Linked DNA regions of Xenopus tropicalis: region 2 is linked to region 1. The links are chromatin contacts, called in public Hi-C maps. All regions are on one chromosome and are shown on one strand. The core of a region is the stretch at or near the end of the contact, and the rest is flanking DNA. Distances in the headings are between cores, read along the strand shown.

Region 1 (5,570 bases), core at 2,895-5,394:
GCGGCCCTCGAACCAACTGCCCCATTGCCGCCAATATAATTCGATCGTTTGGCCCAGCTCCTTAAGTCAAGAAGTGTTGGGTATAGCCTGGACATGTGTGTGTATGTGCGCACTGGGCTTTATTGGAGGGGTTAAACTTGATCAACGTTGATCTTTTTTCACTCCAACGTAACTATGTAACTATACCATGCCTCAGTATGGCATAACTTGCTAAGAAATTTAATATACCAGAGCTTCCCACCGCTGTTCAACTAAGTTCCCAATAAATATGCTTTCTGTGGGTTTTCTGGTGTGACAGTAATAAATGTTGGTGCTTTGAAACTGCTCAAGTGCTTGACCTAAAAAAATAATGACTTCAACAATACTAAGATCAGCGTTTTTCAACCACTGTTCCGCGGCACACTAGTGTGCCGCGAGATGTTGCCTGGTGTGCCGTAGGCAGGGCACCAATGTACTAGGGGGGCACTGCTCTTGGCACCAATGTACTAGGGGGGCACTGCTGCTGGGCACCAATGTACTAGGGGGGCACTGCTCTTGGCACCAATGTACTAGGGGGCCCTGCTGCTGGGCACCAATGTACTAGGGGGGCACTGCTCTTGGCACCAATGTACTAGGGGGCACTGCTGCTGGGCACCAATGTACTAGGGGGGCACTGCTCTTGGCACCAATGTACTAGGGGGCACTGCTGCTGGGCACCAATGTACTAGGGGGGCACTGCTGCTGGGCACAGAGTTAAATTTTTTAACATTTTCTAATGGTGGTGTGCCTTGTGATTTTTTTCATGAAACAAGTGTGCCTTTGCCCAAAAAAGGTTGAAAAACACTGACTAAGATAACTCACTGCAGACCTTTAAGCAGGGTCAGACTGGGGGGTGCTGCGTCCCCTGCACCCCCTAACCACCCCCCTTCCCCCAGGAAAAAACCCAGTGGGCCCCGGCAGCCCTGACCAGTTAAACTTCTACACACTATGGGGAGGACCCCTGCTGGAAATTGCCTCCACGCATCATTACCACATGTATATACCCAATTTGGCAGATCCACAGCCAGACGCTGCTGTGCATAAGAGGAAAAACTTTAGGTTGTAGGTTAAATTCATTATGCATTAAGTGCTGTACATGCACTATGCTTTAGATGCCCTTTTTAGCTGCCTGGTATTGTGCAGATCTAACAAAAATAGTAAATATATTTATAAAAAATAAAAAAAAGACATTGCAGCAAATAGAAATCCAAATAAACGTACCTGGCTATGCGGAACTAAAGGCCTGTACTGCATTCCAGCCTTGCGTTTTAGAAGAAACATTTGGTTCTGTTCCTCTGCCATGTGTGCCAATTGTTGCTGCTGACGCTGTGGATATGGTAACATGCCCGGTTTATTCTGGTTTACTACACCAGGTCCACAATCAACCTCAAAATGGGAAAGGGGTAAGGTATTGCCATAGTCCAGCATGGCATTTGGGGCGGCCGCAGGGTTCGTGTTTAAGTTGTTTGCAGGCTTGTGACCAATAATGTTAACATGATTTGGCTGCATGTAATTGGCTCCACCACGAGGGGAACTCTTGTTTAGGTTGGGCATTATGATTTTCTGATTGGTAAAGTCTTGTGAGTAAACAGAGGGGCTTGTTGGCTTTTCCATTGTGTATGGAACTCCTAAAGGACTCTGCGACGTCCTAGACTGCGGCCAGTTGGGCATTTGATTAGTCTGGTGAACGGCCTGCTGACTCTGTAGCAACTGGTCTCGCTTCTGTTTGGCTGCAATCTGCTGAAGCTGTTGTGCCGAGGACATCTCTTTGGCAGTTGGATTAGCCTGTCCAGGCATTAAAACATTGGGTAAAGATCTCTGCACATTTGGTGGCTGGTTGGAAGGTTGCATTATAGCCTGGTTAGAAGGCTCGGTCACAGCCTGAGCAGCTGCCTGGAACACTGCCTGGGAACCACCAACAACTGGAGACGCACTGCTAGCAGGCGCCGAAGGAGCACCAACAAAAGGCCCAGATGATGCCGATCTAACTTGCGGAGATCCATGGGACTCCTGATCAAATGCCGCAGGAGAAAACTCCGTCTTTACATGTATGTCTTGAGCCAGAGGAGTTTGCGTTGCAGAGTTTGAAGCATCAACGTCTTTTTTGTCTTCAAAATCATCATTGAAAAGGTCCTTCATATCTTCATCCGGTACAGATTTGTTAAGTTCTTCTATGAGCTCCTTCCACTCCTGCTCGTTCAAGTTAAGGTCTGGCATAAGGTTGTTCTGAGATATGGAACCACCCACCCCAGACAGCATACAAGGTAGATCGTCCACGGGTTCTTGCTTCACACAAAGAGAAAAGTCGTCGGCGTCTCCATTACCGTTCAGTTGCAGGCTGCCATCGGGAAGACACTTTTTACTGTGGCTGTCAAGTCCGATTGAGTGGTTCCCATTTAACTGCATGGAGTCTCCACTGGGAGGTTTGTTATCCAGCTGATTTAGGGGAGACACCGGAGGCATCCCATTTGAAGAACCAATAACACCGCCAAGTCCATCATCGTGCCTCAGTTTCTTAGGCACAGAAAACATGTCTCCGTAGCCATTCTGCTGATCGCCATTTTGTGGGGAAGCTGCATTATCCAGCTTTCGTTTAACAGTTTCATGGAGCTGCTGAAAGAAAAAAAATAGATTTTAATTACCAAAAATTGACTTTTCTACTTCCCAACTACTACTCCAGTACTTATGTTTTACTTTACATGCACCAAATCCCAGGTTTGTTTTAGAATTTATAAAATGCCTGACAAAACCAAACCTGAACCCAACGTTATGTGACCCACTAGACAAATAAAGGTGTCTATTTATTCTACTTTGGCCCAATTCTTTGTGGTGGGTTCAGTATCCAGATGAGTCCTAAAATTATGGATTTGGTGCATCCCCAATTTATTAATGTAACATAATTAGATTAACATTTATGTACAGCATTCATTAAAAGTTATACTGATACGGTTTAATAATTAGTAAGAATGTGGCAGTATTATTTCTAATAAATGCTTTTTTGTCGGGCTGTAATAGATGGGGCGCTTTAACATAGGCGTGTGCTAAAGTGACCCCGCAACCTGGCCCTATGCATTCATGTAAAACACTGTACATGTGGCATTTTTTTCACTAGACTAAAGGTAGGAGATCCAAATAACAAAGATCCCTTATCTGGAAAACCCCAGGTCCCAAGTATTCTGGATAACAGGTGCCATACCTGTAGTAGCATAATAAAGAAACACAGGTGTTTCAACCTAAAACCCCCCAAGTGATCATTTCCATATGAAGACACTAGAGGGCAGCAAGTGCTAACAGATCAAAAGCACACATTTAACAAAAATAGTAGCACCACCAACAGGGACATATTTACTTGAATCTGGAATATTTTCTCCAAGAATGATCATTTGCAGTTTACCAAGAGATGAGTTAAGGTGGCCTACACGTTACAATTACAATCTTTCCTGCGACCAGGCAAGATTTCTCTAGTGGATATTTGCCAAGAAACGTACAAGAATACATTTTCCCAAAAGAGAAATGTCTCCAGGTTAAGGCTGGCAAACTGCCATTAAAAAGGCAGCCTAGCATTGTGGCTTAGGTACCCGCTGCATGCTGTCTGTAAGCTGCAGATGTGAAGATGTTACAATTTGTAACATCAATGTTTTAGTCCCTCCTTCCCTGCCAGAATTTTAAATAATATAGAAAGAGAATGACTGTTTTGCAGCTGGATTTCAGCATATAGGTATTTATTCATACTTTTTGAAGGAACAAATTACAGTGATAATTCATATTGGAAAGCTGCTTAAAATGTTTTCTTACATTTGTGAGGGTCCTGGGCTGCTTCCCCTACGGACTAAGTAATCATCAGAAACTCACGCAGTGATGTAAAAACACCAGTAAAACCCATTCAGAGAACTGAAATGCACATAGGAGTTGAATGAGATGCCATATTTATCCCATAAAAGCCGAAACCACAAATGCATTTGATGCTACACACATACTTTTCCCTGCTCTCATTTACACATTCATGCTTCCCTTTCTATGCAGTGTGGCCCTAGGCTCCCAGCTCCTTTGTACAGAATGGGGTGGGAGTAAGTGCCTAGTGAGCAGCCACCCTCAGGCTTGTGGGAACTAGTTGTGCTGCACAACACAATCTGGCTACCTTGTAACAGGCCAACAACGTTCTCCGATTACAGTACAAACAGAGCAGCACCATAAACATTCCTGCCCAGCACTCACACTGCTGCTAGAATCTTTCAATTTAGGCTAATGGCACAGGGGGATGATCCTTGGCCTGCAGATTATAACATAGGGGCTGATTTTCGCCCTGCTTTTTATCGCCTTCCCCTGTGCCGGAAACCGGAGCCACCGCATCAGCCAGGGTGCAGGCACACAGAGCGGATTTTGGCACCGTGCATTTCAGCACCAAAATCCGCTTTCCTGTGCCTGGGGTTAACACAATGGCTCCACATGTGGTACAGGGAAAGGCTGATTGCCAGCACAGGGGCTGCTTCTTGTAATGCACTGATCCCCAACCAGTGGCTCGGGGGTACATGTTGCTCTCTGCCCCTTTTGATGTTGCTCAAAGTAGGCTCCATTTTCAAATTTCTGGCTTGGAGACAAGTTTTGGAAGCCCAGAGACAGTTTTACTCCAAGCAGAGGCTCCTGCAGGCCAGCAGTCGACGTGGGGCCACCAAATAGCCAATCACAGCCCTTATTTGGCATCCCCCAAAGATCATTTTTCATGCCTGTGTGGCTCCCCAACACATTTTACATCTCCATCTACAGGACAAGAATCAGCCCAGTGTGGCATCTGCTTTTATTAGAAAAGCAAATCACAAATCCAGATTGGGGAAATCAAAGGCAGGTGAAAGAGAGGCAACTGTACATTAAATACAGGTATATAATCTTATTATTTAGATGGCTTGGGGCCTGTGGGTTTTCCAGATAATGACTTCTTCTATAATTTGGATCCCCATACAATAGGTCTACTAAAAACATTTAAACAAAATAACAAGGATTGTTTTCTCGCCAATATGGATTTAATAAGCTACGTCACTATCAAATACAAGCTACTGTTTTACTATAGAGAAAGATCATTTTTGAAAATTGTAACTGCTTGATATTATATTTAATATTTATTATTTGTCCTGGTTTCATCTCTCTCATATCGCTCTTTCAGTGTCTCTTCCAACCTTCTCCGTATCACCTTCTACCTTACCAATGTGTTAGGGTTTCTCAAGGCTCGGTCCTGAGCCCATTATTATTTTCTCTCTATACTTTCTCCCGGGGCAAAGGGAAAAAATCAACGTATGTGGTTCCCAATAAGCACCTCTACCCTGACCAGTTTATACAGAGGTCTCCTTATTTCAAGCAAGAGCTCTTGGGGGGGGGGGGTATCTACCTGTCTGTCTGCTATTTCTGCCTGCAGGCTCATATACCTCAGAACTAGACTGTAAGCTCTTTGGGGCTGGGCCCTCTTCATCTCTTGTATCGGTTAATAGTTGCTTTGTATGAATATATACCCATTTATTGCACAGCACTGAGGGATATGTTGGTGTTTTATAAATATTTGG
Region 2 (5,782 bases), core at 2,710-5,209, 65 kb after region 1:
GACAATACAGAGAATTGTCTCTGCAAAAACACACTTAGATACAATTATTAGTATTGTCTATTTTGTAGCTGCGACAAGTAGCATTGTGTGTCATTGCCCTAAACCAGGGGTCCTCAAACTATGGCCCGCTTGCCGGATACGGCCCCCCATGGCCATTTACCCGGCCCCCCACCCCCGCGGGCTGTAGTTTAAGGCATAACTGAGTTGCAGGCAGTCTTCTCCTCCGTCTTCTACTGTGTCTGGCGTTCTGCTCTGCGGCGTTAAGTGGCGACACGGCAACTGCTGGGCAGAGCAAAACGCCAACACAAGAGTAGTAGTTACGCGCAGACACACTGGGGCACAGCAGAACACGGACATTCACCGAATCCTGCGTCCTTTTATTAATGGTAGTGTACAATAGTTTAACTAACTACAGTTAGTATTAGTGTTTGTATATATAGTTTATGTATGTGAGTGTATAGATTGGTAAGTATAGGGTGTGGGTGCTGGGTTTACTTGGAAGGGTTGAACTTGATGGACTCTGGTCTTTTTTCAACCCTATGTAACTAAGCAGGGGAAGGCTAAGCTATGTTTATATTTAATATGGTACTCCAGTATACACAGTTTTTTATTAAGGTTTACTGTGCTTTTTTCCCGAAAATAACAGATTTTTTTTCTCCTTTTCATGCATTCTCTGTATTCTTTTTTTTTTTTTATTTGCTTCTTTATGCTGCAAAAGATTGCACATGGGGAAAAAATTGATTAACAATAGAAAAAAGACGAGGGGTAATATCGCAATTCAACTGAGAATCTAAGCATGATACAATGGTACTATATATATATATACACAGTATAAACTAGAATCCACAGATTACTGGTATGTGTGCAGTGTGCATGGGAATTCGTTGATGGTTTTTTTTTTCCAAACTATAGACCGGCCCCCCCAACAGTCTGAGGGACCCCTGTCTAAAAAGTTTGAGGACCCCCTGCCCTAAAAGAACGCACCACACAATACAGAGACAGCGCTGGAAACAGTACAGATTTGCGCATGTTTGAAGTTAAAAGAAAATGCCTGCCCATAATCATATTAAAGGAGAAGATAAGGTCAAAACTAAGGGGCTGATTTACTAATCCACAAATCCGAATCCGGAATGGGAAAAAATCGGATTGGAAACGAACATTTTGCGACTTTTTCGTATTTTTGCGATTTTTTTCGTCACCGTCGTGACTTTTTCGTAGCCGTTATGACTTGCGTGAATTGTCGTGACTTTTTCATAGCCATTATGACTTTCGTGAATTGTCGCGACTTTTGCATAGCCATTATGACTTTCGTGAATTGTCGCGACTTTTTCATAGCCATTATGACTTTCGTGAATTATCGTGACTTTTTCATAGCCATTATGACTTTCATGAATTGTCGTGACTTTTTCATAGCCATTATGACTTTCGTGAATTATCGTGACTTTTTCATAGCCATTATGACTTTCATGAATTGTCGTGACTTTTTCATAGCCATTATGACTTTCGTGAATTGTCGCGACTTTTGCATAGCCATTATGACTTTCGTGAATTGTCGCGACTTTTTCATAGCCATTATGACTTTCGTGAATTATCGTGACTTTTTCATAGCCATTATGACTTTCGTGAATTGTCGCGACTTTTGCATAGCCATTACGACTTTCGCGAATTGTTGCGACTTTTTTGTATTGAGCGCTTGAAAAATCCGCGACAATTCGCGAAAAAGTCGCAAAATACCGATCATTACAAAAAAAACACATTTGGACGCTTTTCGGACGTTCGTGGAATAGTAAATGTGCCCCTAAGTAAGCTTTATCAGAAAGGTCTATGTAAATACAGCCATAAGCACTCACAGAAATGCTGCACTGAGTCCTCTGTCAAAAGATACAGGATTTGTCTGTTTGTTTTCCTGTGCCAGAGACGCGCAGCTCCCTCCCCTCTCCTGCTCCCCCCTCCCTCAAGAATGCTAAGAACCCCCCCTTAGGAATGTATGATCTGAGCCAATCAGCAGGAAGCTTCCTCATAGTCTTACTAACTGAGGGGTCTTGGTCTCGGTGCAGGAGCGAGGCATTATGGGAACTTTCTTTACAGAGCTCAGTGTTTTTTTTTCCCTATGAGGCTTCTGATCATCTGAGCGGGAGAAATATGGGGAGACTTAAGGGCACTATTGAGAGAACTGAAGGTATGCCTGCAGCTTGGGATTAACTCTTTATTAGCCTTTCCTTCTCCTTTAAAAACACAGCATAAAAGCGCCACTTGTAGTATTAGCCTATGACACGTGCCACTTTGTGTCATCGCGCACATATCAGCGCTCAGGAGCAGTCGGGTTTGTCTCACAGTTGTGTCCAGGATCTTAAGAAGCGTCTATTTAGAAAACAAGCGCTTTCAGGAGAAAATGAGGTAGAATCATATAATCAAAAGTATTATTTTGCGGTCAGTATCACTTTAACGCTGCGGCTATAGCCCTACATGAAGCTTATTCAGGTGTGATTTTAATGGTGGGGCTTAGCATTAAGGCGCAGCTAATTACAGGTAAAGTTGGGGGGCCCTTTGGGGTAATTGGCCTAATGCCTGCATAGAGTGATGAGCAGAGGAATGTACCACAACACACGTCAGGGCACACTCATGAATACATTTCCAATGACAGGTTACAGGTTCTAGGTAGAACTATTACCCAGACTGCCCAGTACCTGCTAACCAGCAGCTCTGGGAACACAAATACACTGACTACTACCTCAGAACTACCTTAACCCACACTCATACTTTGCGTTTAAAGTTAATTTCGGCTCCTCCAATCGCTGTCCACTTTCTGTACTGCGTAACAAGTAGCGCCTCCCTTCATTGGCTACCGCTCCATATCCGAGAACCCTTGCTCATTGGTTGAAGAGTCTGCCAGTTATGAATTCAAACGCTCTATTGGCGGAGACACTGTCAAATTAGTAGACACGTAGCGCCTCCCTTCATTGGCTACCGAGCGATATCCGAGAACTCTTGCTCATTGGTTAAAGAGTCTGCCAGTCATGAATTCAAACGCGCTATTGGCGGAGACACTGTCAAATTAGCAGACACGTAACGCCTCCCCTCATTGACTACCACTCGATATCAGAGAACCCTTTCTGTTTGGTTAAAGAGTCTACCAGTCATTAATTCAAACGCTATTGGCGAAGACACTGTAAAATTAGCAGACACGTAACCCTCCCTTCATAGACTACCGCTCCATATCCGAGAACCCTTGCTCATTGGTTAAAGAGTCTGCCAGTCATGAATTTAAACGCGCTATTGGCGGAGACACTGTCACATTAGCAGACACGTAGCGCCTCCCTTCATTGGCTACCACTCGATATCCGAGAACCCTTTCAGTTTGGTTAAAGAGTCTGCCAGTCATGAATTCAAACGCGCTATTGGCGGAGACAGTCAAATTAGTAGACACTTCAGTGGCTACCGCTCGATATCAGAGAACCCTTTCTCATTGGTTAAAGAGTCTGCCAGTCATGAATTCAAACGCGCTATTGGCGGATACACTGTCAAATTAGTAGACACGTAGCGCCTCCCTTCATTGGCTACCGCTCCATATCCGAGAACCCTTGCTCATTGGTTAAAGAGTCTGCCAGTCATGAATTCAAACGCGCTATTGGCGGAAAGAGACACTGTCAAATTAGTAGACGCGTAGCGCCTGCTTTCATTGGCTACCGGGCGATATCCGAGTACCTTTTCTCATTGGTTAAAGCGTTTGCCAGTCATGAATTCAAACGCGCTATTGGCGGATACGCTGTCAAATTAGTAGACCCTCCCTTCATAGACTACCGCTCCATATCCGAGAACCCTTTCTCATTGGTTAATGAGTCTGCCAGTCATGAATTCAAACGCGCTATTGGCGGAGACACGTAACGCCTCCCTTCATTGGCTACCGCTCGACATCAGAGAACCCTTTCTCATTGGTTAATGAGTCTGCCAGTCATGAATTCGAACGCGCTATTGGCGGAAATTAGTTCCGGTTTAGTTCACCGCGTTTGTGTAGGAACACAATATCAGAAAGTAATGAAATATTTAGCAGTTTGGTTTAGCGGGTAAAATGTCTGGCTTCAGCCCTGAGCTCATCGATTACTTGGAAGGTAAAATATCTTTCGAGGAGTTTGAGAGGAGACGAGAGGAGAGACTCGCCTCGGAACCATTGCCCGGTGATACAGACGATCCAAATGTACCGACCACGTCGGGGGGAACCCTCCCAGAAGCTGTTGCCTCCAATGAGGAGGAGGAGGAGGAAACCTCAGACGGTGTTAGTAAGTCAGTCCACCGGGCATTTGCCTCTATGATTGGAGAAGGGGACAGAACAGGGGATGATGATGATGAAGAAGAAGAAGAAGAGGAGGAGGAGGAGGAGGAGGAAGAACATGGAGAACATCAAGTCCAGCCTCCCTCTGCTGGAGATGTGTTTGCCTTGGAAATGGAGCTTAACAGAGAAAACAAAAAGATGATGAGGGAGAAAAGGCCGCGTAGTAAACTCCCTAAGGTGCTGAGAGGCCTCATGGGTGAAGCCAACATTCGATTTGCGCGGGGGGAAAGCGAGGAAGCCATTTTGATGTGCATGGAGATCATCCGCCAAGCTCCCCTCGCCTATGAACCCTTTTCAACCCTGGCCATGATATACGAAGATCAGGGGGACATGGAGAAATCTCTGCAGTTTGAACTGATCGCTGCCCATCTGAATCCCAGCAACACGGAAGAATGGGTTAGGCTGGCAGAGATGTCCTTGGAACAAGACAACATCAAGCAAGCCATCTTCTGCTACGGCAAAGCGCTTCGATACAACCCAACCAACGTACGCTTTCTGTGGGAGAGGTCAAGTTTGTACGAACAAATCGGAGAGCACAAGTTGGCCATGGATGGATATCGACGCATCCTGAATCTCTTATCGCCTACTGACGGGGAGCGTTTTATGCAGCTGGCGAGAGATATGGCCAAAACCTATTATGAAACAAACGATATTGCATCTGCCATTGGCACCATCGAGGAAGCCCTTTCTAAACACCAGAACCTCGTCGCAATAGAAGATGTCAATATCGCGGCCGAGTTGTACCTCTCTAATAAACAGTACGATAAAGCACTTGATGTGATAACACAGTTTTCAGGCATTACGTTAAGTAAGAGTGAAACGGACGTACTGAATAGCGCTGAATCTGTGGTATGCCATATTCCCGATGGGGTTCCTATTGATATCACAGTCAAAATGATGTTGTGCTTAATTCACCTCAACATACTTGAACCAGTTTATCCATTGTTGACCTTTCTTATGGAGCAAAATCCTGAGGAAGTGGGTGATTTGTATCTGGACGTTGCCGAAGCTTTTCTTGATGTTGGTGAATACAATTCCGCATTACCGCTTCTTAGCGCTCTTGTGTGCTCGCTAAAATACAACCTTGCTGTTGTTTGGCTTAGACATGCAGACTGTCTGAAAGCATTGGGGCACATGGAGAAAGCTGCTGAGAGTTATAGCAAAGTTGTGGACATGGCACCTCTTCATTTAGATGCTAGAATATCACTTTCTACTCTCCAGCAGCAACTTGGACATCCAGAGAAAGCATTAGAAGCTCTAGAGCCAATGTATGATCCAGATACATTAGCCCAGGATTCCAATGCTGCACAGCAGGAACTTAAGCTTCTACTTCATCGCTCCACCCTTCTTTTTTCTCAGGGTAAATTATATGATTATGTAGATACACTGCTCACTATGCTCGCCATGCTCTTAAAAATTGCCATGAATCGGGCACAGGTTTGTTTGATCTCG

What was found. A called contact is a pair of places that touch in the nucleus more often than the background predicts.
Region 2: a contact with region 1 is called in a Hi-C map of liver, with 3 times the contacts expected there. The contact joins the promoter of gtf3c3 here to the enhancer-like site in region 1. A contact is called at or near these places in 5 of 5 Hi-C or Micro-C datasets (brain, gastrula embryo, liver and 2 more).

What each region holds. Positions count from the first base shown.
Region 1 is chr3:12,056,352-12,061,921 of UCB_Xtro_10.0, forward strand. It overlaps maml1 (mastermind-like protein 1), which reads right to left. Exons shown (of 5, transcript XM_004912749.4): 2 at 1,240-2,628. Among named protein-coding and RNA genes, the nearest start is that of ltc4s.1, 30 kb to the left of the region's middle. Within about 2 kb of position 4,145, at least 4 of the 11 cell types and tissues checked have an H3K27ac peak or open chromatin away from gene starts, as enhancers often do. A contact at or near this core is called in gastrula embryo and neurula embryo, where this site is marked.
Region 2 is chr3:12,121,093-12,126,874 of UCB_Xtro_10.0, forward strand. It overlaps gtf3c3 (general transcription factor 3C polypeptide 3), which reads left to right and starts at 3,960. Exons shown (of 1, transcript XM_002941793.5): 1 at 3,960-5,782. The coding sequence starts at 4,070.